Regions from separate parts of the Mus musculus genome. Here region 1 is linked to region 2. A link is a contact called in public promoter capture Hi-C data. All regions are on one chromosome and are shown on one strand. Each heading gives the region's core, a stretch centred on a gene start, on an enhancer-like site or on the middle of the called end of the contact. The rest is flanking DNA. Distances are from core to core; before and after follow the strand shown.

What was found. Promoter capture Hi-C pulls out the DNA fragments that hold promoters and counts their contacts.
Region 1: a contact with region 2 is called in a promoter capture Hi-C map of cranial neural crest. The contact joins the promoter of Tiparp here to the promoter of Noct in region 2.

What each region holds. Positions count from the first base shown.
Region 1 is chr3:65,526,883-65,529,812 of GRCm38.p6, forward strand. Tiparp (TCDD-inducible poly(ADP-ribose) polymerase) reads left to right here and starts at 1,565. Exons shown (of 6, transcript NM_178892.5): 1 at 1,565-1,750. It overlaps 4931440P22Rik (RIKEN cDNA 4931440P22 gene), which reads right to left and starts at 2,532. Exons shown (of 2, transcript NR_027955.1): 1 at 2,355-2,532; 2 at 601-2,283.
Region 2 is chr3:51,222,607-51,225,732 of GRCm38.p6, forward strand. Noct (nocturnin) reads left to right here and starts at 1,841. Exons shown (of 3, transcript NM_009834.2): 1 at 1,841-2,681. The coding sequence starts at 2,498.

The DNA.
Region 1 (2,930 bases), core at 315-2,814, about 14 Mb after region 2:
GATCATGAACAAATCAGTTATGGTTTTAAATAGCTATATTTGGGGGTGATTTGTACATAGCAGTAACTGAAACAGTACTGAAAGTATAAAGAATGTATAAAAAAATTGTTGGAAGAGAATGGAATTTTAAAAGTAGCACGAAAGCAAATTGAACAAACAAAATAGATGAGAGAAAAAAATACGTAGTAAAATGATAGATTTAACCCCAAATATAGTATGTTCAACCGGAGACATGAGGGCTGCATGTGTGTGTCCCAGGATTAAGTTTGGATGCAACCCAACATAAAACCATAAATTTACTTAAAACATTGTTTTTGCAAATATTTTTGGTAATCATTAAGTTAGTAGGTAAAGTTGGGACAGTTTTAAAACGTTGGAAATACTGCAATCTTATTATAGTTTTTTAAAAATAGTTTAATTTTGCTTATATACTAGTCTTTGAATTCTGTCCCAACCTTTCCACTTTAGTCTGAGGGCCTTTACTTGATGCAATTTGAAACAACACTGCTGGGTGATCATTAATCTGGGTTAGCAGTGCCATAAAACTTGGGAACCACAGCCTCTGCTTAGCCTGTTTTTCCAGGATCCCCTTTTTTTTTTTTTTGAATAAGTACGATCTTTTAATTTTTTTTCTTAAATTCGGATTATACAAATTTAATGTTTATTTCCAACTAAAAAAACAACAACAACAAAAAGCTATTGAATACATGAAGTTACAATCCAGATGCCAGTTTCATGTATATTTTTGAGGTTAACTCTCGGTTCCCTAAGTCTCTATGAGTGCAGGGCGTGGGGTCTGGGTGATGAAGGTCGTAGTTCTAAACCTAGTACACGCTCGGCGCGGAAGAGGCGCTCTGACTTGTTAAATGAATTAGTCACTACGTGATCCGTGGGCTGCAAAACACGCGCATAGGCATCTCTATTGTCAAAACCCTAACATTGGCTTCCCCTAGCGGAGGCTGTCCGGGAACAGGCGGCGGGGCGGGCTCAGCCTTCCCGCCCGTACGGCGCGGGGCCGGCGACCCCGTCTGGAGGCAGCGGCGGAGGCGGCCACTCGCTTCCCCCTCGGGATCTGGAGGCGTCTTGAAAGGAGGCAGATAAACAAAGGCAACCGCACCGAAACCGGCCGTTCCGTCTCACAGCCTCTCTCACATCGCGTGCCCGGGTGTCCGCGGAACACGGTGACCCTGCATCTGTCCGCAGGCAGGTGGAGTCCGCCCCACGCGGCGCGCGCCTCCTCTCCTCGCAGGCTCACGGGGGGTGGGAGGTAGCCTCCCCGGCCTCGCGAACCGTCAGAGCCTCGGGGACCCTCGGCCGCTCGCGAGCGGACACTCCCCTCCCTCCTCCTCCTCCTCCCCGGAGCGCCGAGCCGCCGCGCGCCCCTCCGTCCGGAGCACGCGCACGGGAGGCGGGGCCCCAGCTTCCCGGCACTCACTGATCGCCCGGCCCCCTCACCCCACCCCACCCCCTCTCGGCCCCGAAGCTCCTCCCTCCCCGAAGACGAGCCGGCCCGGGGGAGGAGACCGGAAGCCACTTAAAGCAGAGCTGGAGCTGACAGGCGAGCGAGCTGGAGCCTCGAGAGCAGTTGCGGCTTTCAGCGCTCAGGTCCGCGGAATGGCCCGCGCGCCGCTCGCCGCGTCGGCCGCCCACGACCCCTAGACACCGGCCCTCGTCCTCGGCTCGGACCGCTGGCGCAGAGGCGGCCCTCCACGCCGCGCCTGGGCTGCGTTCGAAGGGCGGCTTGCCTGAGGTAAAAGGGGCTGGGGGGTGGGCAGCGAGCGGCGGAGGGACCCCCAGCGGGATGGCGGGCGCCAGCCTCGCCGCCCCGAGTCCCCGTCGGGACAGCGGCGGATCCCTAGACTGCCCGGGAGAGCTGAATGCGCTCGCGTCCGTCGGTGGCGGGGTGGGATCGGGTTCAGCGCCGGGAGCTGGGCAGGTGGATAGATGGACTGGCGCCGCAGGGCTTGCGGGGCCGCCCGCGACTCCTCTCGGGGGGTTGCAGCCGGGGCAGCCCCTGCGGGAGGGCTCGGCGCTGCGGGAGCGTTCCGGCCGGCGCGCGTTCCGGGCTGCAGCCCAGAAGTTTGCAGGCTGTGTTCGAGTTAACTTTGAGTGCCGCACCGGTTCCCCTTCCTTTTCCCCGCCACCCGGAGTGTCCGCTGCGGCTCGGCCCTGCAAGCTCCGGGACTCGCCAGCCGGTCCTCGGGAAGGAGGCAGGGCCGGGGTGGGGGGGAATTCATTGTGGACTCGCCTTGAGTGGCTTCGGGGAGGCGGGGAGGTCGGGTCCTGAGGAAGGTGGGCCGGGAGTGAGGGGGCGCCCGGGTCCCTGAGGACAAGGTGAGGGCGGGGATGCTCACCCTCTCGGCGAAGTGCGGAGCCCGGTGGAACGGGCGCGGCGGGAGGTCGTGGCTGCGCGGAGCGCGGCCGGCAGGAGGCGTCGCTCGGACCCGGGCGTCTCACTCCTTGGCTGTTTGGAGCCGGCGGTTTCCATGGAAGGTGTGACCAGCTCGTGGTGCCAGACGACCGGGGCGTCACGAGGTGAAGGGTGGCGCGATTGGGTTGCCCGCTGCGGGCGACCGGAGGAAACGACCTTCCAATCTTTTTATTTTTCTGTTATGCAAACTAATTGAGGAACTGGTGGCTTCCGCACTCCACTCCTCTGCTTCCTAGTTGAGTTTCCGAGTTTGGTGGAGGGGCAGTAAGAGGAAAAGTTGTGTGCGTGCGAGTGTGTGTGTGCGTGCGTGCGTGCGTGCATGTGCGTGTGCAGAAGTATAAATAAAATCGCTTTAGTATTTTGCCTGGATTGGTGTGATAGGAGGGGATAGTGTGCGTGCGTAGGGGAAGGCACAGGCGGGTTAGATACGGAGAGGGAATACCACAATCTGTGCCAACTGAGCCTTGAGGCAAGAGCACCGAATGATGAATAATAACGC
Region 2 (3,126 bases), core at 591-3,090:
GCTACTATATGTACAGTAGCCCATAGCTGGCACTGGGCGCTCTAATAGCCTATGGCTTGGGTGGGGAACAGCTTTATCTACCCAGGAAACTTCCACTCAAGCTACTTTTTTTAAAGATTTATTTATTATTATATCTAAGTACACTGTAGCTGTCTTCAGACACACCAGTAAAGGGCATCAGATCTCATTACGGATGGTTGTGAGCCACCATGTGGTTGCTGGGATTTGAACTCAGGACCTTCGGAAGAGCAGTCGGTGCTCTTAACCACTGAGCCATCTCTCCAGCCCTCAAACTACTTTTAAACTTGTTAATTAATTCGCTCATGGAGTATCTAATTTCCTTAAGGCTGTCTCATTCATTACAAGTTCTGGTTGACCCTCTCTGCTCCCTCTGCTGTGCTTTCTTGGCTACTGACAAACTGCTTACAGGAGTAAGAAAGGGAAGGGGGGGGAGAAAATGTGGTGTGTGGTGGGGGTTGGGGGAGGGAGGGAGTCAGCATCCATAGATCCATTACCTAAACTGTAAACCAACTGCTGTATTTTGTTCTATCTGCAAAGCACTTGCTACCTTCTTATGACCCTTTGCCTTGCCTAATGACTCATGGGCGATTGATTGCTGTACAGATAAGAAAACTGAGCCTCAGACGCTAATAATGACCAGCTAAGGAGTTCCTGGCCCCGATGCTGTCATCGGCTTGTCAGCTGATTCATCCGTATCCTGTGGGTGTTAGATGTTTTAGGCCAGGTCTGGAAAGCATTTTGAATCCTTGGTGACGATACTCATTCAAAGTTTCTTTTCCATTCCCGGTTAGGGTTAGTCACTCCTTACACAACCTACCTGAGGTATTTCTTCAACTCATTCTCTCCTGCTTCCCTCTCCGCCTCCCCCCACCCCTTCCCTCTCCATACCCCCTTAGGTGAGAATGTGAGTCTTGGGCCTCTCAAGTGCTGTGTAAGTGCTCCACCACTGAGCAACATCTCCAGCATTTTCCTGGAACATATGGCATCCGATTAAAACACAGCTCTGACCATATCCTAGCATCCCTGCAACAGAGCTGACAAAAATAAGGGTTTTCTCAAGAGAATGTGGGTGTGTGCATCTGACTCTCAGACTATTGAAACAATGGACCCCCCAAGAAATGGGAATTTCCTTCAGGAAACTCCTGCTGGGAAAAGGAAAAGGCCTTTGCTTGAGGGGGAATTCTTTCAGGAAGCGGGAATTCACACAGTTCTATCTAGTCAGATCGCTTTGACCCGGACTGCTGAGATGTGCATACCCCTGGCCTTCTATTTGAACTTTAATCTCATTTTGGGATCCCAGAGAGAGGTTAACTCTTCGTCCTTCTACCCCATGTGGGCATATTAAGTACATCTCCTTTTTTCAGTTTTGTTCGTTTGTATTCTTGTTGTTGTTTTGAGGGTTTTGTTTGTTTGGTGTTTTTCTGTTTCTTTGTTTTTATTTTGAGACAGAGCTTCACTGTGTAGCTCTGGCCGGCCGGATCTCTCCAGACCATGTTGAAGATCCGGGCCCCTGCCCCAGTGCTGAGATTAAAGGCGGTCGCCCTCACCGCCGCACCTGCTTTCCACTTTCAATTTGGCTTTTTCAGTGGTTTATTGGATGGATAATGCTTTAAATTCGGTAACAGTCCAAATTACGTCTGGCCCATCCCAAGCAGTTGTTTTGGGTTGGGGGGGGTTGTTTTGTTTTGTTTCCCCCCCCCCTCCCCAATTCCCTTAGCCTTCATTTTCCATAACTACAGTGCTGTCTCCCAGGTGTGACTTCCAGCCCTCCAATCAGGGCCCAGCTAGCTCCAAGGCCAATTCCACCAGACCTTCTGGCAGGACTGACGCTCAACGCCCTGCAGTCCGTTTCCGCCTCTCGTGCCTGAGGGGCGGATGCTTGTCGCAGCCGCCACACAAGTAGCCAGCGCGTCCTGGTGCCTAATCTCCTTCAGCACCGCGGAGCGTGGAGCCCACAGCTCGGGGAGGACGTTCTCCCAGACACGCGCTCGCACACACTCAGCGCTGGCACCAACCCGGGATTCCCAGCCTGTGGACGCTCCCATTGCAGCCGGCGGGAGGGGACAGAGGCTCCCGGAACGCCTCTCTAACGAATCCCCGCGGTGTCAGCCAGCCCCCAGCCTCCGCCCCGTGGGAGATCTACAGTCGCTGTCACTGATCCAGACGGTCCATTCTCGGCCGGAGCTGTCCGGGTCTGACTGCGCCCTGGTCGTGCGCGCGGATCCCCCCCTCTGCAGCCACCGCGTGGTAGCGCCCGCTCCGCCGCCGCTCGCCGGTTGCTCCCCGGCGCTAGCTCCCTCGCCTCAGTGAGCCGCCGCTGCTGCCGCCGCCGCGTCTGCCTCCCGGCACAGCTCGCCCGGTCGGCGCCGAGGGACGAGGAGGAAGGAACACCCCGCAGCGCAGCGGTCCCGCGCCACCCCCACCCCACCGTCGCCCGCCCAGCTCGGCCCGGCTCGTCAGCGCGGCGGCGCCCGGCATGTATCAGAGCCCGCGGCGGCTCTGCTCGGCCCTGCTGCTCAGGGACGCCCCCGGCCTGCGCCGCACACTCGTGCCCGGCCCGCGCCGAACGCTCGCCCCGCCGGTGCTCGGATCTCGGCCCAAGTCCCCGCAACTGCAGGCGGCGGCGGCCTCGGGCGCCGCGAGGTCGCGTCCCCGAACAGGTGAGCGGGAGCGCGGAATGAATGGGCGCCGCGGGCTGGTCCCCTGCGTTCACCCCGGCGTCGCGTCGGGAGGGAGGGAACGCCGCTCAGGGGGCCTCGCTTTCCGCGTTCGTGTCTGATCCCCCTGAATCCCCGGTGGCCACAGTGACCCCAGTCGCTAACGTTTTGCTTTACCCCTCACCCCCACCCCCCGATGCAGGGCGGTAACGCTTTGGTTGCAGACGGCTTGTGGACATCCTCATGAAGGGGAAAAAATATCTAAAAATGGCATGATCTTGGGTTTGCAGGGCCTACAGGCTCTGAATCTTCTCAAAGCCCTGGTAGTAATAGCACATGTTAACTCGTTACGCTCATTAATTTATTTATGTTTTGGAAGGGGGGGAGTCTTCCACTTCGTCTTAAATCCCTGGTAAATCAACCTTTCATGAAGTCAGTTCTGTACATC